Linked DNA regions of Danio rerio: regions 1 and 3 are each linked to region 2. Evidence: chromatin contacts called from public Hi-C data. All regions are on one chromosome and are shown on one strand. The core of a region is the stretch at or near the end of the contact, and the rest is flanking DNA. Distances in the headings are between cores, read along the strand shown.

Region 1 (2,700 bases), core at 34-2,533, 280 kb after region 2:
CATCTACGGGGTCTTCTCTGTGTCCGGGTGAGTCTCAGCTTTTCCTCCATCTGGAAACTGTAACTAACTCTGGAAGGTGTTTGCATCTGCTTTTTTCTCTTTCCACCTCTAGCAGCACTTAGTTCCACATATGAACTTTCTAACAAAAACGCTCATATTTTCCCCTCCAGCTCTGTATTCAAGGGCTCGGCGGTCTGCGTCTACTCCATGGCGGACATTCGGATGGTGTTCAATGGACCTTTTGCCCACAAAGAAGGTCCCAATTACCAGTGGGTGGCCTACACTGGGAAAATCCCCTACCCCCGTCCGGGAACAGTAAGTTCTGCCTTATGTACCAGAATACTGATATTAAGACGGATTATTGGCAAACTAGTGAGTAACATTAATCTAGACCTGCTGCTGAAGGTTAATAGTTCACCCCAAAAAATTAAACTGTCATCATTTCAGTTCAGATCAGTTTCTTTCATCTGTTGAACACAGAAGTAGATATTTTGAAGAATGTTAGACTTCCATGGTATATTTCATTTCCTATTACAGATGCCAATGGTAACCCGTTTCCAACATTCTTCAAAATATCTTCTTTTGTGTTGTCGATGAAAACAAATGAAGATATTTTGAAGAATGTTAGGAGCCATTAATTCCATAGTATATTTAATTCCTACCATGGATGTCAACGTTAACCAGTTTACAACATTCTTCAAAATATCATTTTTTGTGTTGTTGGTGAACACAAGAGAAGATATTTTGAAGAATGTTTGAAGCCATTAACCTCCAAATATTTAATTCTTACTACAAATGTCAATGGTAACCAGTTTCCAACATTCTTCAAAATATCTTCGTTTGTGTTGTTTGTGAATGCAAAAAAAAAGATACTTTAAAGAATGTTAGTAGCCATTGACTTCCACTGTAAGTTAATTCCTACTATGGATGTCAGTAGTAACCACTTTTCAACATTCTTTAAAATATATTCTTTTGTGCTGTTGGTGATGTTGGTACTTTTTATCTGTCCCTTTAATAGTCAAACTTTAAACAAGCTGAAGCACCGATTGAAACTGTTAATCATTTAGTATAAAGTTAATCTTCAGCATTTCAATACAATGGATTTTTTTTTTTTTTTTTTTTTTTTTTTTTTTTTTTTTTACAATGGGTTTGTTTGCTTGTTTGTTTTTCAGTGTCCTGGTGGGACTTTCACCCCGAACATGAAGTCCACTAAGGACTACCCAGACGAGGTCATCAACTTCATGCGGAATCATCCCACCATGTATAACTCCGTGTATCCAGTGCACAAGCGCCCTCTGGTGGTCAGGACCAACGTGGACTATGAGTTCACAACCATCACTGTGGATCAGGTCACAGCGGCCGACGGAAACTATGAGGTGCTCTTCCTGGGAACAGGTGAGTTTCATGATTTTTTTTTCATGCATTTACATTAACTATAAATACAATACAGACTAATATACACAATCAAATATTTTCAAGTTATTCATATTACAGCGCAGGGAGCTTTCACTTGTTTTTTGTTTCTCACATTTTTTGTTTTATTTTATTTTCATATTTATTTAATTTAGTTATAAAATATTTGTTATTTTACAATTTTGATCTGTCAGAGTTACTGTGCTAATTAACATAATTTAATATAATTTATTTAACAAACTAACCGATGACCTCATTTCATTATTAATGCAGACATGATTTTAAAGGTTTTAAAATTATTATTATTATTATTATTATTATTATTATTATTATTATTATTATTATTATTATTATTGTTGTTGTTGTTGTGGTTGTTTTTATTCAAAATATTATTATTATTATTTGTTTTTGATTTTGAAAAAAATTATTTTATCTTAGTTTAGAAAATTTAACACCCTAACCTATGACATTTTCAGAATTATGCAGAGATTATTTTTAAATCTTAAAATGACAAGACATTATTATTATTATTATTATTATTTTAAAGTAATTATTTAGCTTAGTTTAGAAAATCTAACACCCTAATAATTATATTTTCATAATTATGCAGAGATGATTTTAAAATATTAAAATGACAAGAAACTATTATTATTGTTATTATTATTATTATTTTGAAGAAATTATTTTAGCTTAGTTTAGAAAATTTAACACCCTAACCTATGACATTTTCAGAATTATGCAGAGATTATTTTTAAATCTTAAAATGACAAGACATTATTATTATTATTATTATTATTTTAAAGTAATTATTTAGCTTAGTTTAGAAAATCTAACACCCTAATAATTATATTTTCATAATTATGCAGAGATGATTTTAAAATATTAAAATGACAAGAAACTATTATTATTGTTATTATTATTATTATTTTGAAGAAATTATTTTAGCTTAGTTTAGAAAATGTAACACCCTAACCTAACCTATGACATATTTCATAATTATTTCAGACTTGATTTTTATGATCTTAAAATGACAAGAAACAACAACAACAACAACAACAACAACAATATTATTATTATTATTATTATTATTATTAATATTATTTATGTTTTTAATTTTGGAATAATTGTTTTAGCTTAGTTCAGAAAATTGAACACCCTAACTTGTGACCTATTTTAATAATTAATGCAGACATGATTTTAGGGGCTTAAAATTATATGAAATTAATATTATTAACATTATTGTTTTTATTAATTATTTATTATTTTTGTATATCTTTTTTGTCATCT
Region 2 (2,714 bases), core at 101-2,600:
CTTTTGATTTCTTGCTTGTTCATTTTATTTTTATTTCATTAAAAAAGCGTTGTTTTTTTCTAGAACGTTATTTATTTGGCTACGTTTTTATGTTTCTTTCCTTCTTTTAACTATGAAAATTAAAACATACAAAGACATTTCACAGCAAATATAGCACATATTTATTTCAGAAGTCAGTTTAACCTGCTTCCTTTCTGAAAATGGCGTTTTAATAAAAGTAAAAAATATACTGTATATACTCTCTCAGAAATAAATACACGAGCTGTCACTGGGGTGGTACCTTCTCAAAAGGTACACGTTTGTACCTAAAGGGTACACACTGGTACCTTAAAGTATACATTAGTACCTAAACATTTTAAGTGGAACACTTTTGTACTTTTTAGGTACTAATATGAACCCTTGAGGTATTAATGTGGACATTTTAGGTACAAATTTGTACCTTTTGAAAAGGTACCACCCCAGTGACAGCGCATGTACTTTTTGTTTCTTAGAGTGTAGAAATTATATATTCTTATATATATCCTCAGTATTATGAAATGTATGTCCATTGAAGTTCAAGTACACCCAAAAAGAAAAGTTTTGTCATCATTTACTCACCATTCACTTATTCACAATATTTGAGTTTCTTTTTCTGTTAAACACAAAATTATATATTTTAATTTTAAGATTGTTACACATCTACTTCCAAAAAATACTATGGAAGTCAATCGATCCCAACAACCAGCATTTTTCTAAATATCTTCTTTATGTTCAGCAGAAGAAAGAAACTCAAATAGGATTACAACCACAGGGAGAGTAAATGATGACATAATTAATTTTTTTTTGGGGGGGGGGGGGGGGGGGAGACATTACAATAAACATAACACTATCAAGATATGTTAATTATAATAATCTGAATAATGAAGTTTTGTTAATAATCTATTTATTTTGTTGATTAAGTTTCATATTCATAAGTGTACAATTTTCAACAAAAACCCTGATTTACGTTTTATAAGGAACTGAAAAATTACTTTTGTATTATTCAACATTAAAACTGCCATTTGTGCTCTATTTTCATAATTTTTGATTAATGTAAAGGTCCTGCTTGTTTGTAATTGTAAGTATTGGGTTTGATTATTTATACTCTTGTTTTTTGTGTTTGTTTTGTTTCCTTATTTTTAAATATTTTTTTATTATTATTTACCTTCTATCACGCGGGCATTGTTGTTTCATGTATCTGTTGTTTAAAGCATAATCATAAAAAATAAATACAAAAATAAAAATAAATAAACAAATACTATAGGACTTTTGTTCTATCGGACTTTTATTCTGAAAGTTAGCGTCAAGGTTGAGCGGCACGTTTGATGCGCGTCAGCTGATGTCACATGACTCGAGCCGCTTCCTCTTTCAGACTTTTTTTCCTATCTCCAGCAGGAACACAGACTCATCATCCTGACCGTCGGATTTGTCCCGCAGCAGCGCAGAGATGTTGTCCCTCTTCCACCGGCTCCTCGACTGGATCAGGTCGCTCTTCTGGAAGGAGGAGATGGAGCTCACGCTGGTGGGCCTTCAGTACTCCGGGAAAACCACTTTCGTCAACGTGATTGCTGTAAGTCTGCATTCAGTGCTTGTCTGAGTTGTTGATAATGTACTGCTGTCATGTGTAAATGATGTCATGCTGTCATGCTGATGACTCAAGGCCAGACAGAGGCGGAGGACAGCTTTAAAACCTGTTTATATTAGTCATGTGCTGTGAAGAGTTTGGTTGGGATGTTTCACATAGGGTCAAGTTTGCATATGATATGTTATTTATTTACAAACCATGTAGAGTTTAATGATTGTATTTTGTCAATAATATGACTTTTAGGGTTTATGAGATGGTCACTAGCGTTTTATAGTTTCTAAGAGCTTAATGTAATATGCATATAATGTAAAATATCATAATTTAATATACAGAATCTATATGACTAGTTAAATTCTAACTTCTAAATTCTAGATTATTATTTCCTTCTAAGATGTTATATTATATTTTATTATCTTATCTTATCTTATATTGTATTATATTATATTATATTATATTATATTTATTGTATTATATTATTCGTTTCAAAGCATTAAAATAAGGAATGGGGCTGTTTTCTTTTATATAAAGCGTTTAAAATATGTATAAATATTTTTAATAAATTATATAGTTCGAATTATATAATATTATATTACATTACATTACATTATATTATATTCATTCATTCATTCATTTATTCATTCATTTTCTTTTCGGCTTAATCCCTTTGTTAATCCAAGGTCGCTACAGCGGAATGAACCGCCAACTTATCCAGCACGTTTTTATGCTGAATGGCCTTCCAGCCGCAACCCATCACTGGGAAAAATATTATATTATATTATATTATATTATATTATATTATATTATATTATATTATATTATATTATATTATGTGGCCACTGGCGTTTTGTAGTTTATATAAGTTTAACCCTTTAATGCACTTCATGGGTCTAAATTGACCCGTCTGTTTATTTTTTCTATATCTATTTTATAGCTTGTGCATCAAAGGGTTAATATAATATAAATACAATAAATGTAATATAAAATAGTTTAATATACAGAATCTATGTAACTAGATAAATTCACTGCAAAGTTAAACATTTAAGCTTTAGGATTATTGTGATTTTTAAAAAAAAAAAATTGTGATTATTATCTCCTTCTAAGATATTATCAT
Region 3 (2,700 bases), core at 64-2,563, 490 kb before region 2:
AGTTTATCCAGCACTTTAGGGAGCTTGATGGAGTTGTGTTTGGTCTTTGCACTTAAGAGCAGCGGAAACCATTACACTGACAGATGTACATGATGTGCAGGTCAGTCCATTACACAGACACTCATTACACTGAGTCAGTTCACCCTAACAGAGGAGGCGAAGAAGACAACAATAACACACTGCAACACTGAGACTCAAACTGATAGAGAGAGAGAGAGAGAAAGAGAGAGAGAGAGAGAGAGAGAGAGAGAGTGCAGAAAGCAGCTGACCAGGACAGTCACCAATCGTAATAGTCACTCACACTATATTAAAACATATTTGCACAAACACATGCAATAAGAAAACAATAAATAATAAAGATTATTAATTACTTTGGTTATTGTGAACATTATTAATAATAATAGTAAAAATATTTGCAACTTTTTAAAATTTTATTATTATTCTTATGAATTGTTTTATTATATTTTTATGTTTGTATGTGTATATTTTATTGTATTGTTTCACTTTTTATTATCATTATATAATAACATATATCATTTTTATTTTCTTCATTTTCTTTTCAGCTTAGTTCTTTTATTCATCAGGGGTCGCCACAGCAGAATGAACCACCAACTTATCCAGCATATGTTTTACACAGCGGATGCCCTTCCAGCTGCAACCCAGTACTGTGAAACACCCATACACTCTCATTAATTCACACACACACACACACACACACACACACACACACACACACACACACACACACACACACACACACACATACACACACACAAACACACACACACACACACACAACCGACCATTTTTGTTTATTCAATTCACCTATAGCGCATGTGTTTGGACTGTGGTGGAAACCAGGACATACCGAGGAAACCCACGCCAACATGGGGAGAACATGCAAACCCCACATAGAATTGCCAACTGATCCAGCCGGAACTCAGGGAACACAACCTTCATGCTGTGAGGTGACTGCGCTACCCACTGTGCCACCGTGTTGCCAGCATAGTATACTGTACTTGATTTATTGCATATGTTTGTGTTGTGTGTTTTATTTCATGTACTTTTTATTTATCACTATTGTGTGTGTGTGTTTGTGTGTGTGTGTGTTTGTATTTATTATTTACAGTATAAGTTTAACTAGTATTATATTATTTACTAAGTTAACTATGTATGCATGTGTATATTATTTAATGTATTACTATTTTTAAAACATGAGTTTCATTCAGTCATTAAGTGCGTCTGTAATGTCTGCTCTGTCCAGTGAGCAGCGCTGTATCTCAAACACACTCGTGTAAACCAACCCAGAAGAAGAGCCTCCGGAAGCATGTGTTTGTGACCATGTGAGTGCCAGCAGAGAGCACTAAATAAACTTAAACATCCTCAAATTACTTCTAAAAATCAGTTAAGTAAAAACGCCATCATGTCGTCCTTCTTCATAAAGAAAAAACTCGTCTCTTCAGCAACGAATAAAGGAGATTTAAAACGAAAGGTACGTTTGAATTGAGCTAAATGAGACTTAAAAGTAGAGTTGTAGCGTTCATGATGTTATTTGATGCACATCTCTCTGATATTGTGTAATAATAACGTTTTTATGTTCATATTCGGCATGTCAAGAGTAATACAGACGACGGCAAAGGGAGATCCAAAAGGTTCAGTAAACGAATGAATGAAGAAATCTCGAGTGACTCAGAAAATGAAAGGTAATGTTATCTGAACTAACGTTACTGCAGTTTACAATAGAGGTAAGGTTGGTTTTATATTCGCACATCCGTTCATTAAGAAGTCTCTATATTGTTTACTATTTTACTTTGAATATTCGATGGGAATTAGCATGCATCTAGGACTTGAAAACAACATTAACTGGTCTTCCTAAAAGACAGTCAGACAGTTGCAGCTCATCCAGAACACTGCGGCCAGGATTCTGACCAGAACCAGAAAATCAGAGCACATCACACCTGTCCTCTGGTCTTTACACTGGCTCCCAGTTACAGTCAGAATAGACTTTAAAGTATTATTACTTGTCTATAAATCACTAAATGGCCTAGGACCTAAATACATTACAGATATGCTGACTGAATACAAACCTAACAGATCACTCAGATCTTTAGGATCCCATTAACTAGAAGTTCCAAGAGTTCATTCAAAGCAGGGTGAATCAGCTTTCAGCTACTATGCCCCTTGCTGCTGGAATCAGCTTCCAGAAATGATCAGATGTGCTCCAACATTAGGCACATTCAAATCAAGACTGAAAACACATCTGTTTAGCTGTGCCTTTACTGAATGAGCACTGTGCTGCGTCTGACAGATTGCACTATTATGTTTTCTCTTCTTTTTTATTCTTTTATATTACATTTTATCTTTTTTTGTTTTTTTATCATTTTTATTATTTGCTTTTATTTTTCTTATACTCGTTTCTTTTATTCTTATTATGTAAAGCACTTTGAATTGCCACTGTGTATGAAATGTGCTATATAAATAAACTTGCCTTGACTTAACACTGTTTATTTGATTGTGAACAATGTTGTACTTTGATAGTCATTGGCTGCTAATATGATTTCGCTAATTAGAGTTTGCAAATAATACTTTTATAAAATTATATTATTAAGGGGAAAGTCCGAATGAGCGAATATAAACCAACTTTACCCCTATCAGTTAAATGGTGGATGATGCTTTCTTTATGTTATAAAAGAGATATTT

Evidence for each region. Hi-C and Micro-C count contacts between places; a contact is called where the count stands out from the background.
Region 1: a Hi-C map of hematopoietic stem cells shows a contact between it and region 2, with 3 times the contacts expected there. The contact joins the enhancer-like site here to the promoter of arl8bb in region 2. A contact is called at or near these places in 6 of 18 Hi-C or Micro-C datasets (caudal fin, embryo, fibroblasts and 2 more) and 2 of 4 datasets of contacts at active chromatin or transcription factors (caudal fin and embryo).
Region 3: a Hi-C map of an unstated tissue shows a contact between it and region 2, with 2.9 times the contacts expected there. The contact joins the promoter of rrp9 here to the promoter of arl8bb in region 2. A contact is called at or near these places in 1 of 18 Hi-C or Micro-C datasets (an unstated tissue) and 1 of 4 datasets of contacts at active chromatin or transcription factors (embryo).

The regions. Positions count from the first base shown.
Region 1 is chr11:37,857,249-37,859,948 of GRCz12tu, reverse strand. It overlaps sema3fb (sema domain, immunoglobulin domain (Ig), short basic domain, secreted, (semaphorin) 3Fb), which reads left to right. Exons shown (of 18, transcript XM_068224391.2): 10 at 1-27; 11 at 171-315; 12 at 1,173-1,395. Among named protein-coding and RNA genes, the nearest start is that of zgc:112970, 66 kb to the left of the region's middle. Within about 2 kb of position 1,283, at least 5 of the 62 cell types and tissues checked have an H3K27ac peak or open chromatin away from gene starts, as enhancers often do.
Region 2 is chr11:38,140,361-38,143,074 of GRCz12tu, reverse strand. arl8bb (ADP-ribosylation factor-like 8Bb) reads left to right here and starts at 1,350. Exons shown (of 7, transcript NM_001326478.1): 1 at 1,350-1,588. The coding sequence starts at 1,466.
Region 3 is chr11:38,627,659-38,630,358 of GRCz12tu, reverse strand. rrp9 (ribosomal RNA processing 9, U3 small nucleolar RNA binding protein) reads left to right here and starts at 1,313. Exons shown (of 15, transcript NM_001118895.1): 1 at 1,313-1,492; 2 at 1,618-1,703. The coding sequence starts at 1,424. si:ch211-213o11.11 reads right to left here and starts at 295. Exons shown (of 2, transcript XM_021479881.3): 1 at 1-295.